2 separate regions of the Danio rerio genome follow, and region 2 is linked to region 1. A link is a contact called in public Hi-C data. All regions are on one chromosome and are shown on one strand. The core of a region is the stretch at or near the end of the contact, and the rest is flanking DNA. Distances in the headings are between cores, read along the strand shown.

Region 1 (7,146 bases), core at 734-3,233:
ATATAAAAATAAAAAAAAATAGGCTATATATATAAAATAAAAACAGAAATTGCAAAAGCAGAACAGAAATATTTTAGGTCACTATGTTTAGCTTCTGCAATTTCTATTTTTGGTTAATTTATTTAACTATTTTTTTGTATGTTTCTAGCTTTATTATTTGTACTTATTTGTCACTACTTTACTTTCATTATGTTGTAGGTTTAGCTCATGAAAAGTATTGTTAGGCCATCAGAAAAAATAGGAAGTTGCATTTTAGTTTCATGTTTACATGGATCTCTGTGTGTGCATGTATGTGCAGTTCCATTATGGTCTGCTGTTATGTCTTAAATTACATTAAAAGAGCTGTATAAAATAATTACATAAAATATAAAATGGTGTCTTATCATTTATTTATTTATTTAAGTATTGTTTTCACTGTTGTTAGTTACATGTCAAGTTATACATGTATAACTTGATAGCGAATGGCTAAAAACATTGTTATTATTATTATTTCTTCTTATTATTATATTGCTTATGATGATGTTAATGTTATTAGTAACAGCAAAAATGACTGTCAAAATAAAATACACATATAAATGGTTATGAATATGAAATGTGCCTAAATATATGTTTATGTGCTCATTGGTACTTTGCATTTATGAACTATTGTAGGTTTAGTTAATTGAAAATGGTTGTTAGGCCATCAGAAAAGGTACATGTATAACTTGATAGCAAATGGCAAAATACATTATTATTATTACTTATTATTATTATTATTATTATACTGTTTATGATGACGATAATATTGATGATGTTTATATAATAATAGTAACAACATTAAAAATGACTATCAAAAAATAAAATAGTAATATAAATGGTAATGGTTATGAACATGTAATGTGCCTAGAGGAGATATATATATACACGTTAATGTTCCTCATTGAACATCAGAAAGTTGTATTATGGTCTGCTGTTGATAGTTATATCTTAAATTAATTTAAAAGAGCTGTAAATAAATAATTACATAAAGTATAAAATGGTATCTTATCATTTGTTTATTATTGTTGTTGTTATTATATATTTGTAATTACTGTTTTCACTGTGTATAGCTTGGTGCATAACTTTTACTGTTTTTAGTGTATAATAATGTTTAACTTAATAGCAAATGGCAAAATATATTTTCTTGATACAATTATTATTATATTGTTTATGATGATGATGTAATGATGATGTATTTGATAATAATAGTAACAGCAATAATGACTATCTTATTAAAATAGGTAGTCATATATATATATATATATATATATATATATATATATATATATATATATATATATATATATATATATATATATATATATATATATATATATATATATATATATATATATATATATATATATATATATAAATAGGCACATTACATATCCATAACCAAAATTATTATATATGGTTAATTGTTGAAACTATATATATATATATATATATATATATATATATATATATATATATATATATATATATAGGCACATTACATATTCATAACCAAAATTATTATATATGATAAATTGTTGAAACTATATATGTGTGTGTATGTATATATATATATATATATATATATATATATATATATATATATATATATATATATATATATATATATATATATATATATATATATATATTAGTTGTTGGGAAGAGTTTTTTTTATTCAAATTAAACAGAACACAAGCAAACAGTGCAAGGACATTCCATTATTATTATTAAGAATAAGGAATAGTGTATTATTTGTTGGTGTTATTATAACTGTTATATTTGTTGTTATTATACGTATGAAAAGTACTATTTATTTACTAATAAGTTGCTAGGAAATGTTTGTTTTGCCTGTTTTCTCTCTTCTACGCACAAATAAACTATGTTCAGAGTGTGAAATGGTTTGAGGAAGTAGGTGGGGTTTGGGAATTTCCGTATTTTAGAAATAGACCTCAACACAAGAGAGCAGTGTAGAGTCATCATCATCATCAGTCAGTGAGAGAGGCATGAAACATCCAAACATCATAACATTCACACCTGGATCCACCAGAAACATGTCAGGTAACACCGAGCCGTCCACGCTCCTCTTCGACGTGCCGCCGGTGCTCATGGAGAGCTTCTGTAGACTGATGGACAGCGGGGTCGACGGGCTGGGATGGAGAACTTTAGGTAAAACTAACTCAATATCTTCATACAGGCTATAACGCCATACACCCGTTATTTGTAAGTACAAACAAACCACAACGGTATCAGTTTAGGCGTCATGTGAATGAGTTGGTGTTAAATTCGGGATAGTTAGATGTAAAATAACCTTTAGCTCAAGGATGTTTTTATATTTCTTTATTAACCATTTATAGTAAAAGCCTATTGTTTTGTGGTGCATTAATGAGTTTTATAACTACATTTTTACTACAAGAATGATTGAACTACATTAAATATAACTTATTAGCATAATATAACTACAACTAACATGGTTATTCGTAGCAAACATTTAATACTGGTCTCTATATTGAGTTTCTAGAAGAAACTGAATTGGTTAATTGGTCAAGACTTACTCATGGTTCAAGATGACCTACTGCCTTCTAGTATGTTTTATACTCAAGCTGATGGTGGTCAAGTTAGTCTTGGTTCTCAAACTAATAATGAGTTTGAATCAGCTAGAAACCATCTTCGTGTATCTAATGCACTGGATATTATGGGAATCATTTACTGATACTCATCACTATTCATCTTTACAGCGTCTCGCATTCTTTCCAGCCAGCTGGAGGTGAGATGTATTGAAATGTACGCAGTTGCTGGGAAAAGTCCGACCAAAGAGCTGATGTGGTCGTGGGCCCAGCGGAATAAAACTGTAGAGGATCTGCTGAAGGTTCTGGATGAGATGGGTCACGCGCGAGCCAGGAGTCTTTTTCAATCGCAAGGTAACATCCTTATGTTGACTGTAAGAATATAATACTGGATGAGATTTATTTTTTCATTTACAGTAATATACCATGATAATATGGTAACAGTTGTAGTTAGTATGTATTGTAGATGCATTTACAGTTACTAAAGGTGTCGCATTTACATAAACTGGGAAACCTATCTTTGAACTCCTGTAGTTACCTTATATTACCATGTTCTTTCTCAGGTGGTTATACTCTCAATACACATTCAGCATGCTGATAAATAAAGTGAAAACATTAAGCCTTATATGTAATATACACTGAAAAAAAATATTCATTGGATTTAATACATTTTTTTTAGGTTAAGTGCTTACAAACAATTTATATGGGCTGAATTTAAACAAACAAATTAAGTTGAACATCACTAAATTGAATTTATTTGTTTAAAATCAGCTTATATAAATTGTTTGCAAACACTTACCTTAAATTTAGTAAATCAAATGAATCATTATTTTCAGTGATGGTTGGAGGCCATTCAATTTTAGCTTGTTTAATTTGTACTGCGTTTTTATCAGCTAGATTTAATTTAGATTGAAAAAACATCCATATATTTTGCTTTAAAAAGGAACCAAACCTAAATGAACGGAAATAAACTATGAAATGAAACAAAACAAAGCATCCGATTTAAAAAAAAAAACCACAGCCACTCTTACCCAAAGTATTCTCACCCACAACACACCAGCTGAAAGATTGATGTTGTTGATTTATTTATTTATTTTTTAGATTCATGTGTGCTGAAGTCGTCTTCACCACCTCACTATCCCACGGTACTGTCTTTTAATATATTTTTTGTTGCTGTTATTAACTTCCTTTGCGCAAGATGCTGATCAGAGGTTTAGTTTAATCTAATGTTGATCTTTTAGAATGTTAGCAGTTTGGTTTTTGCTAATTTAGTCACATTATGATTATACTGTATGTTATCTGTTGTTGTTTTTTTCCCATCAGTATCTACGAAGTACTGGGAAATCCTGTCAAGTATCAGATCTACATGCAGAGTCTGTTTCTGTTGAAGGTAGTTCACTCTTTAAATATAAACACTTAAGTGTTTGCTCTTTAGTTAAAGGGAAAGTTAAATGCTAAATGAAAGTTTATGTTTAGTTAAGTTTAGTTAGGTTTAGTTAATGTTTCCAAACCTTTTTTTGAGACAATACGATGTAATTTGGAAGAATGTTGGCCCTCATTGACTTTCATAGTAGGACAAAAAATACAAAGGAAATCTAAAGGCTCCCAGTTTTTAACATTCTTTAAGATATTTTCCATTGTGTTCAACAGAAGGAAGAAACTTTTAACAGGATTGAAATAATCAAATGGTGAATACGTGATGACGCAGATCAAGTTTTCCTCTTTTTTTCAGATTTTTGAGGATATGATTGTGTTTCAGCACAGTTCAGCTAGTTCAGAACAGATTTTTTTAATATTAGGTGTAAAGTTTCATTTCTGTTTTGAGCAGTTTCATAGGCATATAAGGTGAAACCTTGTTTGCTCATCTCGTAGGTGAAAAACAGAAGTGTTTCATCACATATTTTGACGTCATTGAGGGAACCAGGCATTTCCACCAGGACTTAAAAATCGGAGGCAGTGGATTTGCTGAGGTCTACTGTGGACGATGGGGAAACAGATCTTTTGCTGTGAAAGTTTTCAAACAGGTCATAAACTATTAATAGCTCTTTTTACAGTACTTAGGGTTTCACCTTGTGTTAACCTTCATACACCAGTTTTATCTGTATTTTGTTATTGTGTTGCAATTGTTCAATATTAAATTAATAATACACAGTGCTCAGCATATGAGTACACCCCTCACAAATCTATCTTTTAAGTTCATATTTTTAATAGGAAGCTATACAATATTATATTTGTGCATATACATTAGATTAGTCAGTACTCAAGCCAAATCTGGAGCTTATCTAACAAAATAACTTGCAATAACGGTCCAAAAACTAGTTCACCCAAATTTATGTTACACAAAATTATTAAATACAAAAAAAAGCAAAAAAAAAATAAATTGTTAAAATTTAGTTGAAATTTTGTAGGTTTTTAGGTTGGTTTTTTTTTTGCAATATTTAGCTTGAATTTAATTTTATTATCTTTCAAGTACTAAATATGTTTGGTGACTAAAATATTAATTTAATAAATAAATCTGTTTAATAAATCTGCTTTGTTTAAATGCAACAAAATACATTGCCTACATTCACTGAGAAATTGATAAAAATATGAATTTTCAAAATGGGGTGTACTCAATTATGCTGAGCACTGTAATCATATAACTACAAAATCAAGGTCTTTAATGAACAGTTAATGCAAGTAAAAATAATGCTATATGTAATGTACTAATTATGAAGTTATATCAATCATTCATTCATTCATTTTCTATAGGCTTAGTTTCTATTTCAGAACTCGCCACAGCTGGATAAACAATTAGTTGAGGGAAATTATGTTATTGTTAAGGCTTTTAAATGAAAAATTATTAATTTACAGTACATGTTTTACAGTTTACATTCAGAGCAAATATTTATATTCAGTATAAATTTAATACAGCAAATGCTTTTTTAAATTTTGATTACCTTTGGTTTTACATTCATCAGCCATTTTATATGTGTACCACAAGAACATAACAAAAAAGTAAATTATGAAATTACATATTAGTAACAACAATAATAATGCTTTATTTGAATAAATATAATTGCATGGAATTAAGTTGCTTATGTTAGTAATTAACACGTGATCAAATATGACTCTGGATTTTAATAAAGTGAAACTGAAACTAACATTTGCTAAAAAAAGAAAATTAATAAACCCTGTAGATGCATTTTCATTCAATAATTTTCCTTCAGTTTAGTCCTTATTAATCAGAGTACAACACAGTGGAATGAACCACCACATTTTTTCATAGATAATTAAAGTTAACTAACACAAGTAACTAATATTAACAAATGAAACCTCAAATGAATTTGGAAAATTGGGGAAAATTAGAATCATGATAAAAATAATTGTATGTTTTGCTTTCTTGATTTTTGGAATATAATAATATTCAAATTGTGAAAAGAACTGATCAAATGACTTCTATTATGTTTTACAGGAAAATAAAACTGACTGGAAGGCACTGTGGGAAAAATTCACCAAGGAAATTGAAGTTCTCCAACTGTAAGTCCGGACTTTGCATACCTAGCCACATTCAAATAAGTTCATTTATCATTTTGTCATTTATTTATTTACGTTTGTTTGTCATCCTAGCAACCAGCATCCTAACATCTTAGAGTTATGGGGGAGCTTTTCAGATTCGGATCGCTTCTGTTTGGTTTACCCGTTCCTTCAAAATGGATCATTATTCCACAGACTTCATGAGGTCAGTCATCCACAAGCAAACTGTCTTTTCTAACTGTGATCTATTATTTCTCTTACTTTTGGTTTTATTACAGCACGTTGACAAGCCTCTATCTTGGCAAGAACGGCTGAATATTATCAAAGGCACGGCGAAGGCAGTCCATCATCTACACACTTCACAACCGTGCACTGTTATATGTGGAAACATCACAAGGTGCCGTTAAAAGCCAAAAATACTTTTGTAGGTGGCAGTAAAGAGCATGCATTGAGTTTTGTGTTCCTTTGGCAGTTCAAACATTCTCCTGGATGAAAACATGCAGCCTAAATTGTGCGATTTTGGATTAGCTCGCCTGCGGCCACACTCTGTTGACCAGAGCTGCACTATTGTCATGAATACTGCTCTACATAGTAATCTAGGCTATCTTCCAGAGGAGTACATTCGAGATGGAAAGCTGTCAGTCAAACTTGATGTTTACAGTCTTGGTGTGGTGAGAAGCTGGAGCGTCTAAGAAAATGTTTAATTTGTATAACTAAGATATTTACTTTTTTATTTTATTGTTGATGGTTTAATTGATTTATATCAATTCCAACTTAATATCAATATGAAATATCACTATAAATATAACAGTTTTTTTTGCTTGTAGGTTATATTGGAAACATGTACAGGGCAAAAGGTTAAACAAGAGTCCTCAAAAAACTTGTTTTTGGTAAGTTTGATAAGAATCCACTTTATGATCTACATATATTACTTATGAGTGGTTTTATGATAGGTGTTTAACTTAATTTGATCATAAAGCAATAATGCCAGGGTATCCGCGGGGTCTTAAAAAGTTTTAAAATGTCTTAAATAAAATTTTACAAGCCT
Region 2 (7,146 bases), core at 1,472-3,971, 180 kb before region 1:
GCTTGCTCTTGTGGGGGTGTGATTGTGACGTAGAACCTGTTGATGGTGTCCCGCGGGGAATCCTCCAGGCGACACCGACAACAAGTCATCAAACTGGGCTTGGCTCAGTCAGAAGCACCGTTGAAAGCCTCGGTGACACAGGTTCAGTTTCTGGAGGAGTTTATGAGCTCATAGAGCTGGATGCACCTCTGAAAGCATGTAGTGGACTCAGACACGGTCCTAAACGTATCGACGCTATTTTTCAGCCTTCATAAAGTACATAAACAATGTTATTTTCTTCATAAAACCCATGTTAGCCTTTTAGCAACGAAGCTACAGTCACCGGGAAGACAGAAGCCCTGCCCATCACGCGAATCCGCGTCTGTTCTGAAGTAAATTTGACACGCGAATGAAGCGGATTTAACGCGCGAATGAAGTGAGTAAACTTAAATGTTCACTCGGCTATTTACACGCAAATAGCCCGATTTATCCGCGCGTTCCGCGTCTGGTGTGAACACAGCATTATGATTTGCCACGAATATGTAGAGATTACATGAAACATTAGGTCATAAAAATTAACTTAAAAATCCAGGAAAAGTCTTGGAATTTTTGTAGTAAAAATGTGTATGAACCCTATATCTTTGTACTTGTTTAAAATACAGAAGTGCACTCAACATTTTTGGTTTTCTTTTCCAGTCTCTATTTTTTTGTGCCTTTGAAACTAATTATTCAAACTGCACAACATGCTTGGTTATGAATAAATAAATTATGGTTGCACATACTGTTCTGGTGTCAAACTCATGGTGTATGTATGGTAACTGTATGTTGATAATAATAATTCATGTTTCTTTTAAAGAATGGTGACCCTTTATAATTTTATTGTCGTTTAAAGAATTTTGACACTGATAACCCTCCATAATTGTATTGTTGGTAAAAGAATTTTGGCACTGATGACCCTCCATAATTTTATTGTTGTTAAAAGAATTTTGACACTGATAACCCTCCATAATTTTATTGTCGTTAAAAGAATTTTGGCACTGATGACCCTCCATAATTTTATTGTTGTTAAAAGAATTTTGACACTGATAACCCTCCATAATTTTATTGTCGTTAAAAGAATTTTGGCACTGATGACCCTCCATAATTTTATTGTCGTTAAAAGAATTTTGGCACTGATGACCTTCAATAATTTTACTGTTTAAGAAAGACCAGTCACCAGAGCGTACGAGCTCCATATCTTTTGTAAACTCCAGTACCAAACAAATAACATCACGGAACAGGAAAGAGAAAAGGCTGACTACGTTCATAGTGAGGTAGCCTATAGCATACTTTCACTTTGAATATGGGATTTTTTTTTTCTTTCGGTTTTATCGAAAAGAGAGAAATGGCTCTGTTTGTAGCCTTCACAGATCTCTCGCGGCGGATAATGTCTGGATGTCTCTCAGTAAATCAGGCGCGCGCCTGATGTCCTGTCTCAAACCCTCAGGTATTTCCAGCTTGCAGATGTCTTGTTTTCTCACCAAACTCCTGATCAGCCGCAGGCAGCATTCTTGTAATGAATACACTGACAAAAACAAAATAGAGCAAAACGTTTAATTGAAACATCCGCAAATTGATGTATAAAAATACTTTTTATTATCATTATTATTATTATTATTAATAATATTATTATGCTTTAAACAACATATACATGACAATATAGTAAACAAAACAATGCCAGTGTGATAGAAAGTAAATGATAATAATACATAAAATAAATAAATTAAACAAACATAAAAACAAGAGTAAACAATTAACTAAAATTCTTACAAATACAAATAAGCAGGACCTTTACATTAATCAAAAATATTGAAACTAGAGGACAGTTGGACAGTTTTAATGGCTTTTCGATGAGCACTATGCTGAATAGTGCAAAAGTAATTTTTCAGTTCCTTATAAAACACAGTAAAACAAGTTTTTTGTTGGAAATTTACACTTATGAATATGAAACTTAATTAACAAAATAAATAGGTTAATAACAAAAGCTTCATTATTCAAATTATCATAATTAAAATATCCAAAAATTACGTTTTCGATGTATAACAATACTTTTTTTTTAATTTATTTTTTTTATTATGCTTTAAACAACATATACATGACAATACAGCAAACAAAACAATGCCAGGGTGATAGAAAGTAAATGATAACATCAATACATAAAATAAAATAAAACAAACATAAAAATAAGAGTATAAATACTTAACTAAAAATTCTTACAAATATAAACAAGCAGGACCTTTACATTAATCAAATATTTTGAAACTAGAGCACAGATATATAACAATACTGATGGATACGTACTTGGAGTAGTGACGTAGACCGCCTGGAAATGCGGGTGCCCGTAATCATCATACTGCGCAGGAGCAGGAAAGTAAACTTCACTGAAGCTAACCAGCAGTTTAGCTCCATCAGATGCTCTGAACATCCATGGATGAGCTGGAAATACTTGATTTAGTGCAAACCTCGACTGGAAACAAACAGTTTTATGATAGCGTTACTTACTCAGATAAGTGTTCATCTGAAGAGATTTCCCTGGATTTATGTCGCCGTAAGACACCGGCTTTCCCGAGAAGTTCAGCCACCATGCTTCTGCTGTTCTGTTGGATTTGTTAATAAAAGAAATGTATGTTGGATCATCGGAGTTGAGAGATTTTAGAGGTGCGGGCGCTTCCTGCTCAGCCATGGTGCTGCTGCTCTGACAGATGCAGTGTCGCTGTAATGCTGACAGGTGGCAGTGTTACACGCTTTATAAAGGTCTACTCTTAAAGGAGTAGTTCACCCAAAAATGTACTCATTATTTTCTTATCCTCATGTTCCAAACCTTTATTCTGTTGGACATAAAAGAAGATATCCTGAAGAAAGCTGAAAACATGTAGCCATTGACTTCCAGTGTAGGATAAACAAAAAATGGAAGTCGATGGTTACAGGTTTCCAGCTATCCTCAAATTATATTCTTTCGTGTTCAACTGTACAAAGTCAAACAGTTTTGGAACTAGTAAAGGGTGAGAAAATGATGATAGAATTTGCATTTTTGGGTCAACTATTTCTTCAACACAACATCCTACTCGTCACCCAACGTTTTGATAACAGAATGCTAATAGGCTAATATGTTGTATTTAGGGCTAGACAGAATCTGCAGACATTTTTTGCTATTTCTATAGAGAATTATGTAAAAAAAAAATTAATTAATAAATTCTGCAGATTTATGTGGAATAATTTTAGGAGTATCATAACTAATAACCTGAAATATGAAATAAAAAATAGTATATATATATATATATATATATATATATATATATATATATATATATATATATATATATATATACATATATATATATATACATATATATATAAATATCAATATTAAAAAATGCAATATATATAAATATATATATATATATATATATATATATATATATATATATATATATATATATATATTTATATATATATATATATATATATATATATATATATATATATATATATATATATATATATATATATATATATATTATATATATATATATATATATATATATATATATATATATATATATATATATATATATATATATATATATATATTACTTGTATTGTTTACAATGCAAATCCAATTAGAGCCACTTATTTGATAAACAAAGCAAGTCTCTCTATCTGCTGAAAGACAGAAAACATTGCTCCACAAACAGTATTGTCAAGAAATCATATGAACATTTAAATATAACTATTATTATATAACAATAAATTAGTAAAATGAATTTAAAAAAGGGAATAAATATAAATTTACACACATTTACGCAAGTGAATATACAGACTCAATGAGGGCTAAAAATCTGTGGAAATCTGCGGATTTCTGCACGTGTAGATTCCATGTGGGCCTAGTTATATCTTACAAAACGTTATTTAAAAACCTCTCCCTTATGCTAAAGTAATATGTCTTATAAAATCAAGTGACTCGAAGCTATTTTAAGAAGACGCAGTGGCGCAGTAGGTAGTGCTGTTGCCTCACAGCAAGAAGGTTGCTGGTTCGAGCCTCCGCTGGGTCAGTTGGCGTTTCTGTGTGGAGTTTGCATGTTCTCCCTGCGTTCGCGTGGGTTTCCTCTGTGTCTTCCGGTTTCTCTTACAGTCCAAAGATGTGGTACAGGTGAATTAGGCTTAATTGTCTGTAGTGTATGAGTGTGTGGATGTTTCACAGAGATGGTTTCGTAAAAACGTGCTGGATAAGTTGGCAGTTCATTCCGCTGTGGCGACCCCGGATTAATAAAGGGACTAAGCTGAAAAGAAAATGAATGAAATGGAAGCTATTTTGATTACAACTATATTTTTGATAGGCCTGGAAAAATAATAAATGTGTAATCTCATACCATAAACCAGTAATCCTTAAACACAACCCAATACAATGTTAAACACCTGTTAAGATCAATATATTGACAATATCATCATATTAATACAGTAAATAGAGCCCTTTTTTTGTTTTACTAAAATCATATTCAAATGCAATATTTACTGTCTTGTTTCTTTGTGGTAAATATATTTTAGAGTGTTCATTTATATCTTATAAATCCTATTTTAGATTAAAGTTTGATTCTTTAAAATATACATACATATAATGACATAAATTATAATATATTAGGTCATTTATAATATTATTGTTTTCATATTTGCCTGAAAACCTTTGATTTAATGTTTTTACTTTTATGCTTTTCAAACCTTTAAAGTAAAAATAGCAACAGTGTGAAATATTACACATTTTAAACAACTGCTTTCTATTTTAATATATTTTAAAATATATTTTTTCTGTGGTGAAAAAGCTGAATTTTATGTAGAATTGTATTTTTTTTTTTGCTTATACTATATGTTTGTGCTCCGTTTTTAATGAAAACCAGAATGTTTTCACCAGTTTTTGTAATAAGAAATTTTAAAATCACAAAATGTATTTTATATAGAAATGTTTTGTAAAATACACAAGTCTGTCTTTAAATACAACCTAGCTGAATAAAAAATCAGTATCTTTCTAATGCCACATTAAATATTAATTTAAGACAAAATATCAAGCACCACAACAGCTTTCAGCATTAATGATAACAAGAATGTGTCTCGAGCATCAAATCAGCATATCAAAATGCTTCATACTGTATCATTTTACACCAAAGACCAGAGTAATGATGCTCGAGTAACCTCAGCTTTGCCAAACAAAAGTCTATCATAAATGAATCAAATGAGTATGTCTACTAGATAGTAAAGCACTTCTAAAAGTCATATGGTTTGCCATCCTGGATCCCCTCACCCGTTCTGTTCAGATAGAGACCCAGGGAGAGATGGGATGGAGAAATCCACTTAAAATTCCAGGGTGGCTGGTTCTTGAAGGATGGGGGCACTCCGAAATTCTTGCATGATGACAGCGAGGCTTTGATGTCAGTGTTTTTTGTCTCTGGAGAAGCAGGGCAGGGCCAAAAAAGATCCTATTCTCCAGAGACAATGATTCACTTTACAGCTCAGACTATACACACACACACACACACACACACACACACACACACAATCATATATCGGCCAGGAGTCTTAAAGCACGCCATCCGTGTAAATGCGATCGCTTTTCAAAGTCTTAGAGAAGTGATTTATTTAGTTTAGAGTCTCCTTACGGCATCGTCCCACGAGTCTGGATGATGCTCTGTTAATGCGTTTTCCTACCTCTTTTTTTTTTTTGGTAATTCCTCTATAATTTTCCCTGCCTTTATTTATAGCAATTCATTATACTATAAGAAGGTGGCGCAGCAGGTTTCTTTCTGATGTTTCTTGGCAGGTCGTGTTTGATAGAGTGGGTGGTTTGGCATTTACTCTAAAGGATTTCGAGGTGTTTTTGTTTGGCCCTCTTTTTTTTTTTTTGCCTATTTGCGCTGTTTGCTGTTTTATTGTTAACAATAAAAGCCTTGCCACACACACGTTTATGGACAAACCGCTTCATATGATGTTGAAGAACAAATGTATCCATGTTAAAAGAAATCAAATAAGAGAATTGGAGAGAATGAGAGACTTTCCATACACCATGGAGTGGAAGATGGTGATTTTCAGACCTGAAAAGTCATGCAAAGTCATTGAAAATCTAAAACTCTTGTAGCAAATTTACATTTTATAAACAAATAAAGTTGAAATGAAATAGATATTTATTTTTATTAATTAATAAACAAAATGTGAGCTAGACGTTGGTGGAAAGAGTACTGAAAAATCATACTTAAGTAAAAGTACCATTACTTGCCTAAACGTGTAGTGCAACTAGAGTAAAAGTTTCTGTTGTAAATATTTCTCATAGTATGAGTAAAAAGACCTTTTAAAAGTACTCAAGAGTAGTGAGTATTACGCTGTAAAAAGCTGATGCATTTACATGTAATTTGTGGATGTGTGTAAACGTAACATTCTGTAGTGCATTTAGTTATTGCTTAGCAGACACACAACGTCATGAGACGTTAATATTAGGTTAGATTTAGGTTGTGATGTCAGGTGACCAAAATTCAATGTCTAGCCAGAGTCTAAGGACAACATTACGTCCAATAACGACGTCAAATGACGTTGATATTTGGTTGACTTTAGGTTTTGGTGAAAAGTAACCAAAATCCAACGTCATATTGATGTCAAATACTGACATTTATTCGTCAGGTATATGCAATCGAAACCCAACATCTGATAAACGTCATAGTGGTAACGTCCACATAACGTCAAGCTGTAACATCATTAGACATTGATATTTGGTTGATTTTAGGTTGGACGATTTCCAAACAAAATGCAAAGTTCCCATGGCGTTGGGGTTGAATTTGAATTTTAAACTTAAATAGTCACCAAATCTACTCTATAACCCTTTAATGACATCCTGTCGGGATTGAAACAAACAACTTTGAAACATGAGGATGAAATACCTCAACATATGACTCAGTATATTTGTTTAGCTTGCTATACTCTTAAACCCTTTTGTGTTATTGAAGCCCAGAGAGCCAGTAACAATGACACCCATCCCCAGTGTCCTCCAGCTCTACCTGTAAAGCCTACTGTATTTTTCCGACGGGGTGATTATGTATAGTGCAGAGCAGATCTAAAGCTCTTGGCTCAGACAGTCTATTCTCCAGCTCG

The links. A called contact is a pair of places that touch in the nucleus more often than the background predicts.
Region 2: a contact with region 1 is called in a Hi-C map of hematopoietic stem cells, with 1.9 times the contacts expected there. The contact joins the promoter of vhll here to the promoter of irak3 in region 1. A contact is called at or near these places in 3 of 18 Hi-C or Micro-C datasets (caudal fin, hematopoietic stem cells and an unstated tissue).

The regions. Positions count from the first base shown.
Region 1 is chr4:13,360,732-13,367,877 of GRCz12tu, reverse strand. It overlaps irak3 (interleukin-1 receptor-associated kinase 3), which reads left to right and starts at 1,983. Exons shown (of 13, transcript XM_017355295.4): 1 at 1,983-2,184; 2 at 2,754-2,936; 3 at 3,684-3,727; 4 at 3,906-3,972; 5 at 4,455-4,606; 6 at 6,037-6,101; 7 at 6,192-6,303; 8 at 6,377-6,495; 9 at 6,571-6,769; 10 at 6,926-6,988. The coding sequence starts at 2,022.
Region 2 is chr4:13,537,925-13,545,070 of GRCz12tu, reverse strand. It overlaps vhll (von Hippel-Lindau tumor suppressor like), which reads right to left and starts at 2,721. Exons shown (of 3, transcript NM_001128792.1): 1 at 2,521-2,721; 2 at 2,320-2,454; 3 at 1,357-1,543. The coding sequence starts at 2,701. The coding sequence ends at 1,383.